Linked DNA regions of Zea mays: region 1 is linked to region 2. Evidence: chromatin contacts called from public Hi-C data. All regions are on one chromosome and are shown on one strand. The core of a region is the stretch at or near the end of the contact, and the rest is flanking DNA. Distances in the headings are between cores, read along the strand shown.

What was found. A called contact is a pair of places that touch in the nucleus more often than the background predicts.
Region 1: a contact with region 2 is called in a Hi-C map of bundle sheath, with 2.8 times the contacts expected there. The contact joins two enhancer-like sites. A contact is called at or near these places in 2 of 25 Hi-C or Micro-C datasets (bundle sheath and tassel).

The regions. Positions count from the first base shown.
Region 1 is chr4:149,430,035-149,435,341 of Zm-B73-REFERENCE-NAM-5.0, reverse strand. LOC100194141 reads left to right here. Exons shown (of 17, transcript NM_001359402.1): 17 at 1-273. Among protein-coding and RNA genes, the nearest start is that of LOC100194141, 21 kb to the left of the region's middle. Within about 2 kb of position 2,186, at least 17 of the 20 cell types and tissues checked have an H3K27ac peak or open chromatin away from gene starts, as enhancers often do. A contact at or near this core is called in bundle sheath and tassel, where this site is marked.
Region 2 is chr4:148,954,657-148,959,657 of Zm-B73-REFERENCE-NAM-5.0, reverse strand. LOC103653810 (auxin response factor 8) reads right to left here. Exons shown (of 3, transcript XM_008680610.3): 2 at 4,954-5,001; 3 at 4,450-4,835. The coding sequence ends at 4,766. Among protein-coding and RNA genes, the nearest start is that of LOC103653810, 4.9 kb to the right of the region's middle. Within about 2 kb of position 3,012, at least 18 of the 20 cell types and tissues checked have an H3K27ac peak or open chromatin away from gene starts, as enhancers often do. A contact at or near this core is called in bundle sheath and tassel, where this site is marked.

The DNA of each region.
Region 1 (5,307 bases), core at 937-3,436, 480 kb before region 2:
CTACCACTGGTCATGGGAGATAGCAATGCCTTGAGAAGGAGCTGCAAATCTGATGGTCCTAATGGCTTGAGTTGCTACGGTGTTTGGTAAAGCTGGTTGTGATGGCTGTACCCGGATACATGCGCATACTGTTTCGACGCCATGTAGGGGGTATCTGGTCAAAGTTCGCTGTCTGATGCCTGTTCTAATTTAGTGGAGTATTACTGGCAATGTGGTACAAGCATCTTGTCTTGAAAATCGAAAACTGCACGGTATGTGTGCGCCATTTTTTGTCTGATGAGGTGTGTTCCATGCGTGTATTTCATATGTAGCTACACCAATCGCGTGTCCACCGAACGATGCTAACTTGCTATGCCGATGGAGCATGCTTTCTACCCGCATCGCAACCCGCAAATCCTTGTCCAGTCGTTTGTCTTCCATCCAGGAATGATACCGAGTTCTCATGTCACGCTTGACGCTTCTTTCCGTCCTGCTAAAGAAAAATGATTGCTCGTCCTGTGCCCGTGCGAAGGAGCGGGGGAGGGGCGGCCGAATGACCAGCACCGGCACGCACGAGGAACGATCCATTTGGGCAAAAATTACGAAGCTACTGGAGCTAGCAGCGTCGCGTCAAACGTCATCTGAAACTGAAGCAGGCGCACGAAAGAAAGGCGCATGGTCGCGTCGCACTGGTGGGCACCGGCAGGCGAGCACACCACCCCCTATCTCTTCTCCTGGTCCATCAATCGTCCCGCCATGTGATGCGAGCGGGCAACTCAACTGCAGCGGAAGCAATCCCGTCGCGATCGGCGCGATTTACCCGGCTTTTCTTTCTTTCTGTCTGTCTTCCAGTCACGATCGGGACGACCATGGGACGATCCACCATCCGTGTTCCGTGCAGCGCATGGAATGCAACGCAATGCAAGAGGTGTCGTCTGTAACAATGATTGTAAAGCCTGTAACAGCTGAACACATGACAGAAAGAATGGATATCCGAGCAACCAAGGCTAGATTAGACAGCGACGGCTCCAGAATTTTACTACATGATATACTATATCTAAGCATAACTATATTTTTAAGGGATTTCTATTTTCGTAAGAAAAAATGAACTATTTTTCCTTTGAAAAATGAAAAATGGGATTCCTAAACTAGCATTAAAATTTAGATAATTCAATACTAGTTTTAAATTTTGAGCATTATGTTGTATATATACATACATCAAATTACAGTCTGAAGAACGACGCGTGCAACAGTATTAGAGTATCTGCTGATCAGCGGCGCTTGGACGAATCTCTCCGACTCCGAGGCGAGTGGATCCCGTCGTCGTGTCGACCTCCAAGTGTGGCCGCCCGGAGGAATCTATCTGTCGTGGGTCGTTGCCGTGTGCCGGACGCGGCAGTGGCCTAGATTCCACTGCACCGCATTGCCGGACCGGGCCGGCTGGCTGCCATGATATCGATACCCTCCTTTTCGGGTCTCTCTCGCGTCAGTGTGAACGCGAATCAAAGCGGGCTGCCTTCTCTATGACTATGCGTGCCATGCTTACTGCTTCTGCTACACCTCCTAGAGTGTTCTTTAGGCTAATCTTCGTCACCTCTTCTGTTCTATTCACTACCTCACCTCTTATTACGAACTTCCCTCTACAAACAAACTCAAATAACCTGGTTTCCGTTATGTTCCCAGGTGGTGGAAAAAGACGCATTTCTTCGGGTGCAATGCAATGCACAGATTACCATCCCCGCTCGGTAAGCGGCGGTTTCCGATTAAAAAAAAATTCTTCAAGGTGCAGCATAGAAGGCGGCCTCATATATGAGCTGTGTCTAGTTTCACAATTGGTACGATTCGTTCTTTTTTACCTTTTTTTTTGTTAACAAATTTACGTACACACACAAAGAAGGGTCACAATTTCCTTTTTTTTTAAAATTATAAAAGGAATAAGCTTGGCCATCGTAGATAGCAGTGCATTAGATACGTACTATATATGTGGGTGTTAACCTACTTACTAACTTTATCAATTTAGTTGTGAAAACACAAAAACCCACTTTGAAGCAAGTACCTCCAAAGCTAAAGTTGTTGAGGTGGGCAGCCCGAGTGCCCAGTGCCCACCATGCTTTCTGGATGACGTCACCTCCAGCGCAGCACCGAAGAAAGAACAGAATCTACAGAACGTACCTCGCCCGAAGGACGCGAATCTGGATGTGTGCAAAAAGCAAGACACACTGCACATGAGTGCGTGGTTCTTTGGCACTAGAGGTAGGGAGGGATGTGATCTGCATAGTACTACTAGTATTTTTCAGGACCCCAATATAGCGCCTTTCTGTTGTGCACTGGCGGTGTGAGCTAGCGTTGCTTGTGCTCGCTTTGGCAATATATATATATATATATATATATATATATATATATATATATATATATATATATATATATATATATATATATATATATATATATATATATATATATATATATATATATATAGGGAAGAGGTAATGGAAGCCCTGGGCTTCCCCTACTAATGGAAGCCCCAACCAGGACGCGGTCGGCCCAGCACCCACGTGCTTGCTCAGCCATGCAATATACGAATGCATATATATATGGATAAAGATGCGTAAACCATGCATAAAGGAATCTTTTGACGCCCGAATCACGTGGAACGAATATGACATTGTGAACAGCGTTTACGACTGCATAATGACTTGTACTTGACAGCATAAATCATGTAGTATGTGGTTCTGGTTCTGGCTCGGGCGGATTCCAGCGTAAACCGTGAGCTAAAACAGCGTAAATGATTACAAATTTTAGCGTAAATCGTAAATCTGTTTCGAAACGGCGAATGTGGCCCGAAAATTACAGCGTAAAAATCTCGCGCGTCCCATCGTGATCGGGTTCTTATTCGAACAGATTTTAGCGTAAAATGTAAACCAAAACAGCGTAAATGATTACGAATTTTAGCGTAAATCGTAGATTTGTTTCGAAACGGTGAATGCGTCCCGAAAATTACGGCGTAAAAATCTCGCGCGGCCCATCGTGATCGGGTTCTGACTTGGATAGATTTTAGCGTAAAACATGAACCAAAACAACGTAAATGATTACGAATTTTAGCGTAAATGGTAGATCTGTTTTGAAATGGCGAACGCGATCCGAAAATTACGACGTAAAAATCTCGCGCGTCCCATCATGATCGGGTTCTGACTCGGATAGATTTTAGCGTAAAACATGAACCAAAACAGCGTAAATGAGTACCGAATTTATCGTAAATCCTATATATGTTTTGTAACAGCAAACGAGGCCCAAAATTACGGCGTGAAAATCGCGTGCAGCCGATCGTGCGCGAGTTCTGACTCGAATGATTTCAGCGTAAAACGTGAGCTAAAACAGCGTAAATGAGTACGGAATTTAGTGTAAAACACGCACACAATCTCACTTCGCAAGAGATTGCTGTAAAACACATCAAAAAGTGTCATAAATTTGGCGTAAAACACAGTAAGACTGTTTTTAATGGAAGCATAAAACACAACAAGAAGTGTCGTAAAATTTAGTTTGAAAATGCATAAATCAGGATGGTCTCATAGGACACTTGTTTTGTTCACAGTATATCAAAATATAAAGTACAACGATATTTTGCCAATATTGTTGCAATCATACACAATTTATTTGACATGACAAAAAACGAGGAGCTAGCCCTGTCTTCGGTACTTCAGATATTTCAAACCATTAGCCTTTAGCTAGGTCGTGGTCCGAAATGGAAGCATCGCTGCTCGGCTCTTATCAAAACAGGTCTGTGTAAGCCTGTATAAAGTATAAAGACACGTCAGAACAAGCATAAGTACTGGAGGTGCATTGTTCTGAAAAGGACCAATTCAAATCATCCTAAAAGCATAATAGGAAGAACAAAAACAATGTAGGATCGGTGGTCTACATGTTTACAAAGCGGAGCATACGCGCGATCTAGTAATTGGGCATAATAGCGTATTCAAATTAGCATAAAAATATAAAGTACATCATACACAACCACATCAAATTCTGGATATTAATTAATCCTTTCAGTTGAGAAAGGTTTAGGAGTTCCTAAATGGAGACAGTAGGATACCTGTTCTTTTTTTTTCTTTTCTTTGAAAAATATAGCTATTTGTTGATCTGACCTCTGCATAATCCCATAGAGGGCGGCGACCATTGCACATCGGTGTCTTGTAGCGTTATCAGACTGTTGCTCGTGTCAGTAAGTCGAGCCCAAGTTACCTACAAGAAAAGGTAAATGCTTTATGACAAGGAGACTGACAAGATGGTTCTTCAAGTGTATTTGCAGCGAAGTGCATAAAAAATAACCTTGCTTAAAGACCACTTTTAAAGACTACAAGTAAGTGCATATGGCTGCTATTACAAATTCTTGGCGAGGTTCCAATGAAGCACACAATCCATAAAGAGATTACAATGTTGAATCTCTGTCACTACAATGGACCATTTTCCAATTGAACATTATATTGGAGTGTAATATTAAGAAAAAAAGCTCAAACCTGAAGCCATGAACACATGAACACGTAAATCAACACAAGCGGCGTTGTCAAGGATGAATGGAGTGCGACACGGCTCTGGATAACTGCAATATAAGAGATAACTGCAACAACGATATGGGATGTAAGTCAACCAACATGTATCACAATGTAAATAAAAAATTTAGTAATCTGTTACATTCAGATTCAGATCGTGCGTGAGTTCTGACTCGAATCATCTCTAGGAGTATGCAATAATTAATAGTGACCAATAGCATTTACACTTTACAATTTCCAAAAAAGGGTCAATCACCTCGCACTGAAGAACCAGAATGTATGATCAGCTAGAGTCCCACCAGCAGACTTCAGAGCAGCAATAATCCCTGCAAGGACTACAGCAGTCGTGCCCTGTAAATATCTGGGCTAAAGAGTTAGTACTGTTGTCTGGAATAAAATTCATTGGCTTTTAAGAAAAGCAAGATAAATTAACTAGCATCTGATTTGATTACGTGGATATCATTTGGCTAGGAGTACCACTGATGTAGGCACTCCTTCGCCAGCCCACACATGCCATAGTAAGACATCAGATTGGATGTTACTTGAGAATATCGCTGTGTTAATAGAGTCATATATTCATGTGCTTTTGATAAATATGTAAATTAGAGTCATTTGCAGCAAAGCTACCTTACTGTCCACCTCAATTCATGCGGTCACTGAACATGGCATGCCTACAAATTATAACATGAAGTAAAAAGGCATGTGTTCTTAAATGTTCTCTCCCCTCTGCCGAAACCAACTAATTAAACTTGGGTGAGAAAATCGACAATTTAGGAAGAAA
Region 2 (5,001 bases), core at 1,763-4,262:
TTGGAATGTCTCGCAGGTCGTATCGGGGTTTAGAATACAACAAACTACAGGTGAGTAGCCTAGCTCCAGGGGCGGATTTGCTAGCGATTCATTTTCCCCTGCGCACCTGCCAGGGCGGGAGAAGGTGGCCTTTTTTTTCGATCAAAAGGCGAAAGGGTGACCCGAACTCAAGTGGCTGTCGGCGGGGCCGCGGTGGTTCCCGCGCACAAGCAGCAGCAGCAGCGGCCGGTGGGAGTGGGACATCCATGATCCATCTCTCATTCTCTCCCCCGCCGCGCGCTGTCGTCACCGCGGGATCACCCGCACGCACGGACGGGCAGCCTTTCCCGTCCTCACCGTTGATGAGTGTTGATCTCCGCACCGTCATCATGCGCAGCGCCTGCGTGCTGCGTGCGATAATGGAACGAGCGGTGGGGCCGTGACGCACAGGCTGAGGTGTGAGGTCTGGCGGGTGCCGGGGGCCGGGGCCGGGGGGCAGGGCGGCATGTTGCAGTGTGCCACGCCGTGCCCACCGCGCGCGAGACGCCGAGGGCGGGCACGGGAAGAGTGCTCTGCTCTGACTTTATTATTAGCCGAGCTGACCTAGGAGTGGACCCACCGTGCTTCAGGGTCCTATCCTGGTCGCTGTGTTGTCATCAGGCCGCGTCCACGCCGAGCGCTGCGCTGCGCCTCCGCGCCCACGTACTACGCCATCACTCCCGGGTCCCGAGGTGGATGCCGTCGAGTGATCGATCATACTGTACAGTGCAATACAATGATGAAGATTGAAGATGCCATACTAGATGAGAGGCGATGGCCGGCCGGGGCGGTCACGGTGATAATACGGTTCGAGAGGGGGCGCAGCGACACAAAATGACAAATGGCCTGGAGCCCTGGTGTGGACTGCTGGTGCTGGATTGCCATGCATGACAGGGAGCAGGGAGGGCTGAATCGTGCGCCCCGCCCAGCTAGCTGCCACGCAATCGCAGCGCTGTGCGGTGGCCGGTGGCCCGGTGGCACAGCCGCACATGCACATCAGACGCTGTGCTCTCGCGCTCTGCCTGCCCGTCTGTCTGTCTGTCTGTCTGTTGGCGTCGCCATGCTGCGCGCGCTGCCGTCCATACAACACAATTCCACTGTTACACTTACACATGCATGCGTTGCGTTTGCCGCCATGTTTCAAGTGTGTGCTCCTGCCAGTAGTACGTGCCTACTACTACTACCAGCACCAGCAGCACTGCAGCAGCAGCGGTTGCTGTGGGGGCTGTAAGACGAGACAAAGCAACCGTTGTCATCATAGACGTCTGAAACTAAGGCTAGCTCCAGCAATACACCCTAAAGGGTTCTGTACCCTAAATATAGAGGACCAAATGGTCCTCTACGCCCTCCAACAGCGTCCTCTAAACGATCCTCTAAATTTAGAGGACGCTGCTGGATTCTCTACATATAGAGTTTCTCTAAACGGTCCTCTATCCATTTGAATACTTTAAATTACCAGTTTAGCAAAACTAAAATATGTACAATACATTTGAGAGTATGACAAATACGTATGTACAAAAAATAAAAATAAAAAATGTCTCTAATATACATATTTGAGTATAGAGGACGTGATTTAAAGAACGTTGTTGGAGAGGAATGAGATATAGAGAATAAAATCTTTTAGAGGAGACTGTAAAGTACAGATATAGAGGATGGATATAGAGGACGTTGCTCGAGACAGCCTAAGGCCAAAAGGTGGCGGCAGGGGATCAGTCAGTGCGTTGCCCATGCTCCGATTGTCACACGCGCGCGCACACACACACTTCTCTCTCTATCTCTCTCTCTGAAATCCAGCAAATCCGTTGTCATCATAGACGTCTGAAACTAAGGCCAAAAGGTGGCGGCAGGGGGGTCAGTCAGTGCGTTGCCCATGCTCCGATTGTCACGCGCATACACACACTTCTCTCTCTCTCTCTCTCTCTCTCTCTCTCTCTCTCTCTCTCTCTCTCTCTCAGCAAAAGACGCTGCCGCCCCGCCACGGATGGAGAGAAATGTTTCGCTGTGTGCCAGTGCAGTCGTTGTACAAACGGAGAAGACGATGGAGGAAGGGGAAAGGTCGCAGCCAGCTGAGAAGAACGCAAACGAAGTTTTTTTGAGTACGACTTTTTTAATGGTTCGGTTTTGGGACTATGTGGGCGGTGGCCCTCTCAATCTCATCCAGGCCGGAGTCGACCAACGCTGCAGGTGCCCTAAAACCAAAAAGGCCACTCAGCTCGGGGTCTACACTTTAAACTTTGGTTCCCACCTCCCTTTTAGCCACCTTTTAAATAAATTAAGGTCTGTTTTGAAACCCATGAGATCGAGACAGAAAAAAAGTTCCCTACGTTCACATGTACTGTAAGCACTTTTAAAGGTAAGTGCAGTAAAAACACCCGACGTCCCAGACCCACCGGCGCTGTGGTGCGCGAGCGCGACGAGTGAAACGAAAGGCAGGGATGGACGGACGGACGGACGGACGGACAGCGACGCCTCCGACGAGACAGCGCGGTGTGGCAGACACCACACACCCATCCACCCCTCGACGGCCCGACCCCTCCCTGTGAGCTGTGACCCTGCCATGCCACGAGCCCACGAGCGGGCGAGCGCAACATTCTTCCAGCGCAACAGCCGCGCACGGGACAAGACAAACGCCGTGAGCGCGACCCCGGCGGCCGCAAATCATACTTGTACCCGGCCGGCCACCCTTCCCTACGACGACAAGATCTGCCCACCCACCCGTACGAGTACGAAGCAGAAACCGCAACCGAACAAACCATTTTAGGGGCCGGACCACCAGAGTCGCCGTCACCTTCATATATATCCGGTAAGGACAGCCTGCATTGACGACATTTTAGCGGTTTTCAATTTTTTTTTTTCTCTCTCGACAGCGGGGTGATAGATAGATACAACAAGCTGTGAAAGTAACAGCCGCGCGCGTGGCCAACGCACGGCCCCATGGGCCATGGCCCATGGCGGTAGGATGCCAGAAAAAGGACAGGGCGCGCAGGGCGACGACGACGGAGCTCCGTGTCATGGGTGGGTGCTGTGGACCAACGTACGGCGATGGCCATGTGAGGTTGAGCCAGAGGAGTCAGCTACGCTACGCTAGCTAATACAGCAGGCACATTTTGTCCGGTCTTTGCTTAGGAGTCGAACCTATACATGTACATGTGGGCCAGCCTGGCTCGGCACGGCACAGGCCCACAAAAGCACGGCCCACAAAGGCACGGCCCACAAAAGCACATATCTAATTATGGGTCGTGCCGTGCCAGCACGTGTGCCCAGTCATCGGCCCACGGCACGGCCCACAATTAGTTATGTGTGCCAGGCCGGCCCAAATAGCCCAAAATGTCTTAATGTGCCAGACCGTCCCATATACATACAACAGTAATACATCAACAAAAAGTATAAAATATATATATGACCAAAATAAAACTAAGATGTTTTGTGGTTGCACATTATAAACCTTTGGTCAGAAAGAAAAAAAAAATATTACAACTAGCTCACAAATAATATTCAGTTCTCTGTTTAGTGTTTAATTGAGTACTATACATGCATACAGAATACATATACAATGATCATCATCACTATTCACTATCCATATCTATTGGCTCTCGATGGCTTATTGAAGCTCTAGATTCTCCAAGTTATGCTAGTCATGTGGGATTTGGCGGACCTTAGTTAAATACTGAGTCTATATTTAGTGGGCCTCGGTGGGCCTTAGTTAAATGGGCCGTGCCAGGCCGGCCCGTGGGCTTGACTTGAGGTCCAGGCACGGCCCACAATGTGGGCCGTGCCGGCCCAGACCCACAATTAGGTTGGGCCGTGCCAGATATGGGCCGTGCCAAAAATTATGTGCTTTGGGCCGGCCTATTAGGCACAGCACAAATGTACACCTATAGTCGAACCGAACCGCACATGGGAATGGGGATGAGGGCGTGCTTGCAGTTGCAGGGCAGTGAGGCAGGCCAAAATCCCCCTTTCAGCTAGGCAAACAAGACATGGCAGTTATTTCTCCGGCTGGGCTGGCTGGCTGGATGAACTGGAGGCCGGAGCATTTACGCCCCCACCCCCAGCACTTGCTCCGCGATCTTTTGAGTGACCTCACTCACCATCAGCATGCACACAGAAAAAGGCAGCGGCAGGCTAGGGAGCTACAGTACTAGTAGGCAAAATGCAACAGCCAACAAGTCGCCTGGTGGCCACGGACACGGAGCAAGCAGTGAATAGTGATGGTATCCCGGCAGCAGCAACAGCTGCTGCCGCCTGCGGCAGCAGTAGCAGCGCCAGCACATTCAAAACCTGCGTCTGCGCGCGCGCAGTGTTGCTGCTCCCGCTACGGCTTTGCCCCCTTTGGCCCGTACACGCCGTTCAGATGCATTGGCCTTGGCCAGAAGGGGGGCATTCAAGCGCCCATGAGAATGAACGACAGAACGAGGATACAGAGAGAGAGACAAGGAACAAGATGAGTAGTAGTAGTACTAGTAGGGTTTTAATTACCCCCCAAGTTTTACAGCGATTTTTTGGATGGACACACACGAGATGAAGGCAACGTGCCTGGTCATGGTGGCGCTGCCTTACGATCTGAAACCTCTCTCCCTCTCTCTCTATGTCTTCAGAGTTCAGACTTGGAACGGATTTTGAACAAAACCTTAGCTCCCGGCCTCACCTGTACAGTACTAGTACAGTCTAACAGTACCAGTACCGAAGAACATAAACCCTCGCGGCTGGAATGGAACGGTTCTCTCTCACTGCTCCTCGTCGTCGTTTAGCTTCCAAGGTTGTCGCTCCCAGCATCGGTCAATACGGTGAGCCTCCGCGCCGACCTGACGAAATCGCTGGGAACGGCGGAGCAAAATGTGCGCAAAAAAAATCAGACCTTTTTTTCTATTCTATATGCGTCAGGTGCGCGAAGCAAAAAAAAAAAACGTTGTGGTCACCTCACACGGCCGTTACCTGAAGGGCTCGTCGCCGGCGGCGCCGCGGTACAGCACGCGGCTGCGC